Regions from separate parts of the Mus musculus genome. Here region 2 is linked to region 1. A link is a contact called in public HiChIP or PLAC-seq data. All regions are on one chromosome and are shown on one strand. Each heading gives the region's core, a stretch centred on a gene start, on an enhancer-like site or on the middle of the called end of the contact. The rest is flanking DNA. Distances are from core to core; before and after follow the strand shown.

The links. HiChIP or PLAC-seq counts read pairs in DNA pulled down with a chosen protein or histone mark.
Region 2: a contact with region 1 is called in a BATF HiChIP or PLAC-seq map of CD8 T cells, with 6 read pairs. The contact joins the enhancer-like site here to the promoter of Creg1 in region 1. A contact is called at or near these places in 3 of 484 Hi-C or Micro-C datasets (CD4 T cells, muscle stem cells and natural killer cells), 4 of 115 datasets of contacts at active chromatin or transcription factors (CD8 T cells, the SCID.adh cell line, embryonic stem cells and 1 more) and 2 of 9 other capture datasets (adipose tissue and pancreatic islet).

Annotation. Positions count from the first base shown.
Region 1 is chr1:165,761,535-165,767,728 of GRCm38.p6, forward strand. It overlaps Creg1 (cellular repressor of E1A-stimulated genes 1), which reads left to right and starts at 2,224. Exons shown (of 4, transcript NM_011804.3): 1 at 2,224-2,604. The coding sequence starts at 2,251.
Region 2 is chr1:165,798,510-165,805,119 of GRCm38.p6, forward strand. All of the region lies in intron 1 of Cd247 (CD247 antigen), which reads left to right. Among named protein-coding and RNA genes, the nearest start is that of Gm23402, 7.9 kb to the right of the region's middle. Within about 2 kb of position 4,927, at least 20 of the 459 cell types and tissues checked have an H3K27ac peak or open chromatin away from gene starts, as enhancers often do. A contact at or near this core is called in CD8 T cells, where this site is marked.

The DNA of each region.
Region 1 (6,194 bases), core at 974-3,473:
ACCAGAGGGACAGCATTAGACAGAGACAGCATTGCTTTTGAAGCTCTAACAAGATGGAGCCTGAACGGGAGGACAGGCTTCCCCTTAAAGCCTGGAGAGGAACTTCACTTAGGGTGTGAGTAAGGGCTGGAGAGATGGCTCAGCAGGTAAGAGTGCTGGCTGCCTGCTCTTCCACAGGTCCTGAGTTCTATTCTCACCAACCACATGGTAGCCCACAACCGTCTGTAATGGGATCTGATGCCCTCTTCTGGCACACAGATGTACATGCAGATAGAGCACTCATACATAAAATAAATCATAAAAAACAACAACAACAACAAAAAAGAATGTGTGTAGTACAAACAGTTTAAGCTTATCTCTGACTAGCTTACAAATAAATGAGACTCAGGCTATGGCTATTTTATTTGGCTTTGATGAATACTGGGGGTGACCCCTAATCTACTCTTCTAACTACAGGCCTGGCTTCCTCTCTATTGGTGTACCCCAGACACTTGCTGTTTCTCCTGACCATGTGCTCATGGTACCTCCTCCTCCTCTTCTTCCTCTTTCTCTACTCCTCCTCCTGCTCTTCCTCTTCCTCCTCATCTTCTTTCTCCTCTTCTTCTTCCTCCTCCTCCTCCTCTTTCATTCTTCCTCTTTCCCCGTCTCACCTACCTCTAATCCTTCCAATGACTGGCTGCAGCCAATTTTATTTAACCAATAGATGTAAATCAAGGAACAAGGTCTGTACAACAAAAGCTTGTAAGCATGAGAAGTCACTAATAGGGCTAGACTTTCTCATATAGAACCTAGCATTACAATACATAGCAAAAGACCAAACCTCAACACACGTGAATGGGAGAGAGAGAGAGAGAGAGAGAGAGAGAGAGAGAGAGAGGCAGAGACAGAGAGAGAGACAGAGAGACAGACAGAGATCAGGAGAAAGACAGAGTAGTGGGCCAGATTGGGGTGGGGGGCTAGCTAGAGGCAGACCTCAGAATATCTTTCCAGAAATCTCCTTTAGGAGTCTCACACCAGTCCCTAGAATAGAGGCTAAGCCTGATTTTTATATCATTTTAGAGGTGTCAGGAAGTTTCACATCCCATGATTTAGTTCATCCTGGCCTACATGACAGGGAGCTGGGTGCCACAGACTAAGAGGAGCTGCCAAGGAGCTGAAGGGGTCTGCAACCCTATAGGTGGAACAACAACATGAACTAACCAGTACCCCCAGAGATCGTGTCTCTAGCTGCATATGTAGCAGAAGATAGCCTAGTCGGCCATCATTGGGAAGAAAGGCCCCTTGGTCTTGCAAACTTTATATGCCCCAGTACAGGGGAACACCAGGGCCAAGAAGTAGGAGTGGGTGGGTAGGGGAGGGGGGGGTACAGGGGACTTTCGGGATAGCATTTGAAATGTAAATGAAGAAAATACCTAATATTTTTTTAAGAAAGAAAAAAGAGTAGCGGCTAAGCACGGACTGCTTCATAACTCTGTTAGGAAGAGAGAGAGCTGCAGAGAGGTGTGGCCTGATTCAGACTATAGGATGGGTGGGGCTTAAAAGATTCTAACAGTGGCCACAGTTTTAAAACGACGCAAACACGTTTGCATACATTTTCTAACTCCCTAGGGTAGCAGAATGAAAATCCTCCACGGGCTTGGAGGATCTGCCAGAATAAATGCATGAAACCACGAATTTAACCGAGCTAGATGACTTGACAGGTCTCAAATGGACAAGGTCAAAGTCTTGAGTGGGATACCGAAAACTAACAAAGTGGCTTTATCTGAAGACTCTTCTGGGCCAGGAATTTTTAAGTTCCTGCATGTCGGTATTTCTGTACTGTACTACATATAGGCTTGCTTGCTAACAGTCAGTAAACAGAAAAGAGCACACAGAAAACTCACGTTCTCTTAGATGCCAGGCAAGCATACTCAAAGACATTAAAAAGGAGGTGTGTGCGTGCATGCAGGCAGCTTTTTTCTAGCACTGTGACTTAGGAAGTTGCTTAATTTCTTCTAGACCTCATTTATCTGTCTGTAAATCAAACAAGCAAAACAAATATCTCTTTAGGGCAAATTCGCACTCTTCACAGAGCAGATCACAGGACACGGTGAACAGACCATATGCTTCTGGAAACTGGGTTGCACTGGAGCCACGCCCCCTCTTGCCTGCTCATCTCTGATTGGCTTTCTCGGAGGGGCGGAACAACGGGCAGGCAATAGTTACCCCGGCAGAGTTTGGTCGGTGGGCAGGGACTCCGCAGTCAGCGTCATGGCTGCCCGTGCTCCTGAGCTCGCGCGTTCCCTGCTTGCTGCCCTTCTGGCGCCCGCGCTGGTGGCACTACTGGTGTCGCCGGCCTCGGGTCGCGGAGGCCGGGACCACGGGGACTGGGACGTGGACAGGCGATTGCCTCCGCTGCCACCCCGCGAAGACGGGCCGCGCGTGGCCCGCTTCGTGACTCACGTCTCAGACTGGGGCTCGCTGGCCACTATCTCCACAATAAAGGAGGTGCGCGGCTGGCCCTTCGCGGACATCATCTCAATCAGTGACGGTCCTCCGGGAGAAGGCACGGGCGAGCCCTACATGTACCTGAGTCCACTGCAGCAAGCCGTGAGCGACCTGCAGGTGAGCGGGAGCGCGGCGCGGTTTCCCAGACCCGGCAGAGCAGGAAACCAGCGTCTCCAGTTTAGCTCGCTGGGGAGAGCGTGGGTCTTAGAGATAAGACTTTTGAACCCAGCTCACATGACTGTCTCTTCTGGCCTGCGCTGGCTAGGCGGAGGTTGTAGCATCCCAGATGTTGGGGAACTACCAGGAAGTTCCTACTTACCCTGTTACTGGTCTAAGCGCTTGGGGTAAATTCTTTGCCAGTACCTGGAGCACTTCACACCCTTCAGATAGTCAGGCGTCCTCTTTAGGCGCTGTCTCTGCATAAACTGCACTCTTGTGATCTAAAGGCATACAGATTGTTGGATAGTTTAGCGTTTGGCTTATGTGACTTCGGAGATTCTCTTCCCTACCTTTACCTATCAGCAGTGGGAAACTACTACACAGCATTATAGTTGACTGCGGACCTGGCTCTGCTTACAGCTCAGGTGGAAACAGCCTGGGAGGGAAAGGCCACACAGGAGCCCAGAAATGAAGCCTGACTCGGTGGAGGGTCTGTGGCAAAACTGAGAAAGCTTGGTGTCGTGGTAAACAGTGAGCCAAGAGACGCCGACGCTTTAACCAAGCCCTTGCCATGGTATGTGCCTAGGGCTTTTCGGTTCCACCTGTTTTCATTCATTGTCTCTTGTAGTAACTCTTAGAAACAGGCATGGCTATTCCGGGTTTACAGATGAAGACATGAGGTTAAGTAATTTGCGCAAAGCCAGGGGGCCAACCCTAGTTCACCTCAGACCCACTTGTCTTCAAAGCACAGGCCACAGGACTGGGACCCATGTGCTAGAATAGAAGAGACCCGTTTTCTTCAGCCTCCACAGAGTTCTGTATTGTTCTAAACAAATTTAAATTAGCTACTGCCTTTTAAAACTGCAATCCTAGGGGCTAGGGAAATAGCCCAGTTGGTAAAATACTTGCCATGTAGGCGCGAGGACCTGTATTTGGTCCTCAGTACCCATCTTGACAGCTTGCACGCACATGTGATCCTACACTGGCTCAACGGCTTGCACACACTTGCACACACGTGTGATCTTGCACTGGCCAGGTGGCTAGCTCCCTGGCCTGCCAGCCAAGCGGAGTCAGTGAGCTTCAGACCGCAGGGAGAGAGAGCCTGGCTCAAAAAGCCAGTTGGATGGCTCCAGCTTCTGAGGAGTGACCTCCAAAACTGACCTCTGGCCACACCATACACTCATTAATACCCAATGCACCTGTGGTGCACCTGCACTCTGCACGCGTGCGCACACACACGCAGGATAAAATTTTAGAGAACAAAGTCTATTGATTTGCTCTTTAAGTTTCTAACTCTTCTTGAAAAGGTTAAAGACCTAGCAGCACTGGGAGTGGGGGTGGGGCTATATTTTTCTGAGAGACAAAAGTAATAGAAGCCGCTGTCCCTCCCAGCCAGATATATTGACCCCAACTCGCCCCTTTTTTTAACCAGCCCGTTTCACTTCTCTAGAATCTGCTATTCACCCGTTCTCTCTACCCCAGAGGTGGCACTCAAGTGACCTGCGTAGCACTTGCAGAGAAGTTTTAAAATGCACTACCAAGCCACTTTATTCTAGAACAATGCCCCCTACTCCCTCAAACCCTCACTGGTGATCCTAATAGGAAGGGGACAGACTGAGCCTCGCCCCGACCCATGATCTTATTACTATCTGTGAGGTATCTGGGGTGTCATTATCCACACTGCCGAAATGGGGAGCACTGAGGCTTAGAGATGGGGGCTCACCCGTGACCACCTAGCTGATGGCCAACAGGTAGGCCTCCAGTGAAGTATTTCCTGGTAGAAGAGAGGCAGATTCGAGGAGCCTCCCCAGGCTCTCGGGTTTCTGGGATGGTATTATTGAAAAGACGTGTGGACACGTTGGGAATGTCAGCCTTTGTCTGGATACTGACTCGGCCAATTAACCAGCCGAAACTGGTTCCTATTACGCGTTTCCTCTTCCAGCAACCAAGAGTCTCTTCATGAGGCTAGAAAGAGCCAGGCTGAGGCTTGAGACCACTTGCCCGGTGTAAAATGCCGGCCATCTCCCTCACAGACAAGGGGCGGCTTGGGTGTGTGTCCCGTAAGGGTGTCCCTCTTGTCTAGTTGTTTTGGTGTGTGATATTTTTGTATAATGAATCTTTAGAGGAAGAATCTGTTTCTGCTGGTTGGTAATATGGTACCAAGTTATGTTGTAGAGCCAGCAAGTCCACAGTAAAATTGGCAGGGTGCTTACCTAGGCTGTGGGAAGCCCTGCGTTGTATCCTGGGGCTTGGTGATAAGGCCCTAAATATACAGTCTCAGGATTTGGAGGCGGGGGCAGAAGGATCTTCAGCTCAAGGTTAGTTTTCTCTGTTATCTGGTGGTTTCCGACCTGGCTGGACTGTCTAATGTCCTCTCTCAAAGCAAACAAAATCCTTTTACCTCTCCGTCCTTCTTGGCGCTGCTCTCTTGTGATCTGACCAGGTTACTCCTGATTTCTCTTCCCCTTTGACCCATTAAAAACAAGTCAACTTTGTTATGTGCACAGTCATGGTTCTCCTTTCAGTTAGGATTTACTTCCGCATTGGGGTGCCTGTTGGGTCTCCTCAGAGTCTTGTATTTCTTTCTTTTTAAAGATTTATTTATTTATTTTATATATATGACTACACTGTGGCTGTCTTCAGACACACCAGAAGAGAGCATCGAATCCCATTACAGATGGTTGTGAGTCACCATGTGGTTGCTGGGATTGAACTCAGGACCTCTGGAAGAGCAGTCACTGTTCTTAACTGCTGAGCCATCTCTCCAGCCCCGAGTCTTGTATTTCTGATGGCCTTCATTAAGTATCTGTCCAGTGAAAGTCCCATTTTCCTCTTGTTCTTGGAAACCCATAGCCCCTGACCGGCAGCATCCTGGATTGTGGAATTATTTTCACATTAGAATTCCCATTGCCTCTCCACATCTCCGTCTTTCTTCTGCTGTCTTTGTTATCATCCCTGCTCCCTCCTCTTCAGTCACACCATGCTTAGGCTAAGTCCTCGACACCTCATGCTAGAAAGTGCTCATACAACTTTTAAATTATCTGTCTGAACCATCCTGCTCACCAGAACTTATAATAACAAAAATACAGGTTGCCCTCTGCACAGAGGACTTAAACACTCCTGCTCCTCCTCCTCCTGCTCCAGCTCCTGCTCCTCCTCCTGCTTCTCCTCCTGCTTCAGCTCCAGCTCCTGCTCCTCCTCCTGCTCCTGCTTCTCCTCCTGCTTCAGCTCCAGCTCCTGCTCTTCCTCCTGCTCCTGCTTCTCCTCCTGCTCCTGCTTCTCCTCCTGCTCCTGCTTCTCCTCCTCCTCCTGCTCCTCCTCCTGCTCCTGCTCCAGCTCCTGCTCTTCCTCCTGCTCCTGCTTCTCCTCCTGCTCCTGCTTTTCCTCCTGCTCCTGCTTCTCCTCCTGCTCCTGCTTCTCCTCCTCCTCCTGCTCCTGCTCCTCCTCCTGCTCCTGCTCCAGCTCCTGCTCTTCCTCCTGCTCCAGCTCCTGCTCTTCCTCTTGTTCCTGCTCCTCCTCCTGCTCCAGCTCCTGCTCCTCCTCCTGCT
Region 2 (6,610 bases), core at 3,677-6,176, 40 kb after region 1:
CACACACACACACACACACACACACACACACACAGAGATCATGGGCATCTTGCCTGTGCAGATGTCCAATAGAAGTTCATTGAATGAACCTGTGACTCAAGTATTTTATGTTATAAACATGTTTAAGTTTAGACAATGCTAACACAATGGTAGGTGAACTAGGCTGAAAAGGTGTAGGGATCTCTACTAAGTAACAGGAACCTTTAGTCGCTGGATAGGGCGTTTGAAAAGCTTTATACAAGAGACTGTGGTATAACTATCTTAATCAGTGGTTCTCAGCCTGTGGGTCACAGCCCCTTTGAGGGTCAAATGACCCTTTCACGGGGGTCACTCGTCAGATATCCTACATATCAGATATTTATATTAAGGTTAACAACAGTACCAAAATTATAGTTATAAAGTAAAAATGAAAATTATTTTCTGGTTGAGGGGGTCATCACGACATGAGGAACGGTATTAAAAGGTCAAGAAGCAGGCAGGTTGAGATCCACTGCTCTTAACACTAACTATACTCAGGGGAATGTCATTTAAGGAAAAGCTATAATAAATTCTTTAGTATTATGAGGATTAACTTTCTAATTTAGTTATTTCCATGAATGATACTTTTTATTAGTTTCATTTTCTCAGAACCAACAGGTAAACTACACTTTTAAAAAACATTTATTATTGTTATTTTGTGTGTATATGTGTATGTACATGTATTTCTGCCATGGCATGCCAGAGGACAACCCAAGGGAGTTGGTTCTCTCTTTCTCCATCATGTAGGGGTTGGGGTCCAGCTGAGGTTCATAGGCTTGGCAGCAACACTGAGCCATTTTGGGTAAAGAAGGACCCAGAACTCCTGGTCTGCTGTCAGCGTGGATGAGCCCCTAAAGGAGAGGTGAAGCACGAGAGCTCGGCCATAAGGGCTTTCTATGAAGCCTGTTCTCTCTGAGATTCCCCCATCTCCACCCCTGCATGTTCTAGTGGAGGAGACATAAGAAATTCTCAGTGCTAGCAAGTCAGTGGTGCTATTGATTCTTTTCTAAGTCTGTCCAGAGCAACGGTAGTAATGGCAGCAAGCAACTGGTCCTAGTCCTGTTTGACAATGAACTTCGCCTCTGACAGGAATAGGCTGCCCTGCTAGAACAAGCTAGTAGGGAAAAAGACCGAAGCCATATAGAGAAGAACAAGTAATTTTCATTTGGTGAAGACCCTGCTTTATAGATACACTTCATTGAGGCTCGAGAGACAGCTCGGTGGTTAAGAACACTGCTTCCTCTTCCAGAGGACACAGGTTCAGTTCCCAGCCCCCAGATGGCAGCTCACAATCACTTGTAACTCCAGGTGCAGGGGATCTAATGCCTTCTTCTGGCCTGAGGGCACCAGGCACACACACAGTGCACATAGATACATGCGGACAGATACACATTCATTCACAGAAAGTAAATACATCTTGGGGAAAAAAAACCACACTTCATGGGCTAGAGATGGGGTTCAGTTGTTAAGAGTGCTCACCTAGCATGGATAAAGCTGGCAGATCTCTGTGTTCGAAGCCAACCTGGTCTTCAGAGCAAGTTCTAAGATAGCCAGGGCTACACAGAAAGACCCTGTCTCGGAAAAACAAAAACTGATGGATGAGAACAGGGCCCACAGAATCAACTAAGCCGAGCTCATATGGGGCTCACAGAGCCTGCATGAGTCTGGGCTTGGCCTCTGCATATATGTTATGACTGTGTACCTGGGTGTTCTTAAGGTACCTCTAACAAGGGGAATGAGGGGTGTCTCCAACTCTCTGGCCTGTGCTTGGGACCCTTTTCCTCCTCCAGTGTTCCTCGTCCAGCCTTGATGTGAGCCTAGTCTTATAGTAACTGGATATGCATGCTCAGTTGGCATCCCTGGGAGGCCTGCTCTCTTTTGAAGGGAAACAGAGGAGCAGTATATCTGGGGAGGACTGGGAGTTGTGTAAGAAGGAAAACTGCAAATGGAATGGAATGAGTGAGAGAAGAATAAAAATGAAAAGAAAAAAGAAAAGCACTCAAAAATCCAACAAGAAAGATCAAGGTGGATGTCTCCCCCCCCCCCCCCAGGAATGAGTGCAAGTTTGATCCCTGGCCTCGAGATGTGTACAGACATGAACACAAATATGCATACACTGTACATACATGAGCTTAAAAGCCTTCAACATAGATCTCTGAGGGGACAAACTGTTCAAAGCACAGAAGCCATGGTATTGGTTTCTGTACCCACTACAAAATAACAATGTACCATAAAGTAGTGGCTTTTTAAAAACTGACATTTACAACCAGTCATGGTGATACATGCCTTTAATCCCAGAAGTCAGGGGGCAGAGGCAGGTGGATGCCTGTGAGTTCAAGGCTAGCCTGGCCTACAAAACAAGTCCAGAACAGCCAGGGCTACACAGAGAAACCCTGTCTTGAAAAAAAAAAAAAAAAAAAAAAAAAAAAACCAAGCAAACAAACAATAAAAACCCTGCAATTTAAACTGCGATATGACTCAGTTGGTAAAATAAGTGTGAACACCTGAGTCTGGGCTCATAACCCACTTTTTAAAAATGCCAGGTGTTTTTTCATGGTGACACACACACATTTTACCAGTTTTGAGACAGAGGAGACTGACAGATCCCTGGGGTCACTAGCTGGCCACCCTAGCCTATTTTGTGAGTTCCCGGCCAGTGAGAGATTCTGTCTCAAAAAAGTAGATAGTATCTAGGGACAATAACCAAGGTTGTCCTCTTGCCTATGCACGTGCACACGCACACACGCACACACACACACACACACACACACGGGCGGGGCGGGGAGGGATCCAAAAAATGTATTGTTCTACAGTTCCACGGTTCTGGAAGCTAGCAATCCAAACTCAAGGTGTCAGTGGGTCTGTCTCTTCTGGGGGCCGTGAGGGACAATCTGCTCACACTCCTTTCCCAGATCAAGACAGTTTTCTGGGGTATTGGCATATCTTGGCTTGTGGCTACATTTCAGTCCATACCATCTACCAAAGCTTCCTGGGAATCGTCTTTCAATGGACGCTAATCTTGGCCATGCGTTCAGTTAAGGATGTTATCTAGGGGGCTTCAGAGGGGCATGAAGCTTTGCTAGCACCATGTAACAGGCGTCACAGAGATCCTGATCTGAGTCAATCCTGATTTGATGTCTCATTTAAATGCAGGCACATTCCTCTCAGGGTCTTTGAGGACTATAGGCAAAGCTGCTTCTAGGGTGGCCTGGTGGCCGAGATCAGGGAGGGACACTTGCAGCCTGGGGTCCTTTTAACCCATGCTGCTCTGACTGGCACAGCTGCAGAGCACAGTCTCCGGAAGATGGAATAAGTGCGTGTCAGAGGGATGCTGCCTTCTCTCTCGGAAACACCGGGGTTGCCCTTTAGAAAAACATCACCAAGCACATTCTGTAGTCTCAGAATGAGTTCGCTGGTGATTCAGGCAGTGGGGCTTGATCTGAGTTTCAGACATCTCTATTCATTTCACGGCCTCTGTTTCCCAAGGCAAATCTGCCATCTTGGACCCACAGAACAGTGAGTTGGCAGAGGGATCCTGGCATGAGAAACCATCGTGCAGCTGGGACCTGACTCTTCTGTCTTCTGTGTGGTGTTCTGAGCTGGGGAAGAAGAGAGTGGGTTTCCAGGTCACAGCTGTCAGGCCCCACCTGTGGGGTGGGTGGCTCTAGCTCTGTCGTCAGTGGAGAAGTGCTTCAAACACGTCCTCTTTGGGAAGGTAAGCTAGGGATCCGCTGTTTATCCCTTTAGCTTTCTGCCATCAGCAAACATTTGAGAAACTGGATTAGGGTGCCCCTCTCACCTCTGAGAAAACAGTGTGAACAAAGCAGCATCTCATGTGGGGCTTGATGAGAGCATCTGTTGACCTTTGACTCTGCTACATCATCACGTCCCTTCCTGCTTCAGGGGCAGGTTGTCTGTATCCCCATTTGTGCTGCTCAGCCCACACTGAAGAGCCTAGATTCTGGAACCAAACAGTACTGCCATCAGTACTTTTTAGCCCTCTGTTCTTGGGGCAACTAAAAGCTCTGTAGATCTGGGGATCCTTGTCTGTTAACAGCTGTGTAGTATCTACTCAAAGGGCTGACTTAACACTGCATGAAAAATGTCGGGTTTGGTGGCTAGCACATTCATTGAATCCATGTTGGCTCATAAGGGACAGTCATACTGTGCTACCACTGGGGCCTGACTCATGCCATGAAATAACTGTGGTTATATTAACTTTAACTTTCCAGGTAGTTATATTTAGCTTTTTTTTTCCTGATGTTTTTATTTCTTTCTATTCTCTAGATGCCTAAAGTCAACCCTTGGTTATCCTCAAATGGTAACCTAGTGTTTAGGCCAAAGGACTAGGTACCAAATCTTGAAGGACTTATGGTCCATATGAGTTTCTTCCCACTTTCTCAATGCTGTTGCTATAGCCCCAAAAGCAGCCACACACTCATGCAAGCAAATGAGCAGGAGATATGCAAGTAAAGCTTTATTGCAAAAAAACAGGCCCTGTGGGTCAGCCTTTGTACACCTTGGTCAAGAATAGTGGGAACAGAAGACAGAGACCTGGGTCCCTGTCTACCTCCACCTCTTGGTTTTCCATCTCTGTTCAGGAGGAAGCCCCACTGGTAAGCAACAGCCACCAGTCAGAGAGCAGCAGGGAGACACCTGCGGGGGGCCATCCCCAGCCGCCACTGAGCTGGGGTGGGTGGTTTGCTCCACAAGCAGATAGCACAAGGCCCAAGCTTAAAGTCAAGATGACATACATTTGTTGGCGGAGCACCCTCCAGGCAGATCGCTGTCTTGCTGAAGTGAAATGGAAAATCAAATGTGATTCTGCTGGCCCCAGTGATAAAAGCTTTTGTTATTGTTCTCAGACTCACTGTGTTCATGGAGAGTTTAGTCATAGGGGTTTCTATTCTCAGGAAGTCACAGCACATCACAATACAAGGCTCACCTGTCTTCTAAATAGTTGCGCTCCACATAACAGGGAGGGGGCAATTATGAGAAATCATGTGTGCTACAATAGCTGTCTACCATCAGATAAAAGTTAATAAACAGCACATATGTGGTATAGGGGCCACCTTGCTAATTCACACCAGAAACCCTGTAGTCAATCAAGGGGATGATGTATTTTTATTTCCACCTTTTATGAAGTCTTTGAGGTTGTGTTGATTTTTGAGAGTGAAAAATCCAGCATCCTGTCAAGGAAAGATGAAGACAAACTGGAAAGTTCCATGTGGTCTGCCTCAGCGTCCTAAGCATTGTTCTCTTAATGCAGTGGAGTAGCCTCTGGAAAGCAATCATCTCCTTTGGGTTGTAAATAAAATAAATCGAGCTCAATGGTTCTCTTTCACGATATAGTGACTATTCCTCCAGTGAAGCATAATACACGGAAGCTCACCCAGAGGAGCTTCGCATACACAGTGGTAATGGGAGGAAAACTATTAATAATAATTTTTTAAAAGCCCCTCCCACTTGCCTCATGGACGGGAAACCTTGTGTGTGTGAGCACTCAAGATTGGTGACAATGAAGTTGGAATTTGAGTTCCAGACTCTCCCTCTGTTCAGTGATGTGGGGCCATTTGGGTGCCTGTCTCTGGCCTGGAGAGACAGGGTATGACTAGGGGTAGCTTTATGGGAAATCTAAACCTGACACCCCAGCTTCCATTATTACACACACCTCTCATTTTCTGTTGTTTTCCTTTTAGAGGTTACATTTTCCAGTCCTGGTTTTAACCCCTAAATTATGTAAATTCCATAGGCCGCTTTTGAATACGGCAAGCTGGAAAAACTCTGTAAGGCCCCCACTGCCTCGCCTAACAGGATGTGGCCGCTTCTCTGAGCCCTAGCTGAGCTTTTCTGAGGATAAGACACACTTCTCCCTTTGGTCCATCTCTGGCTGGATCAAGGCCCTCTCAGTTGAATGCTGGGAACAGGAACCAACCTTAGCTCTGTTAGTATCTTGACCTAAATAGTCATGTTGAAGCCTGTCCCATGTGCTGTGGAATGTTTAATGGTATCCCTGGCCTCCTCTCGTTAGATGTCAGGAGCACTTCCGACTTAGGACAAGCTTAAGTGCCTTTAGATGTTGCATGAATGTCCCCTGGGGGCTGAGAACCAGGGAGATGAATTGTGATTTGTGTTCTTTTGCTCAGTGATGATTAGCCTGTGATAGGCTATTCTCACTGCATTCGGTCATCAAATGGACCAAGAGGCTGCAACAGATCCAATTCTAAGCATTCCCCAGCACCACGGAAATGACAGCTTTGGAGATGCCAGGTGCCATGTGAACATTGGTTTCTGAAGTGGTTCTATCAAGGACGGCCATCAACCACGGCCAGGCTACCAGTTGACTTCAGGTTCCCCCACCCCTGCTGGCAATTCCTTCTGTCTTTCATCTGCATCTCTGACAATCCAATGGGGTTGAGTGAGGTCAGTTTTAGCAGAAGTGGAAAGATAATAGGATAATAGATTTATGATCTAAATTAAAATTCTGGCTTTGTCACAGCTAGTTATGTGACCTTGGGTCAGTTCCTTGGCCTCTTTGAAACAATCTTCTTAATTAACCCTGTCTACCTTGAGGCCTTGTTGGCAGGATTAA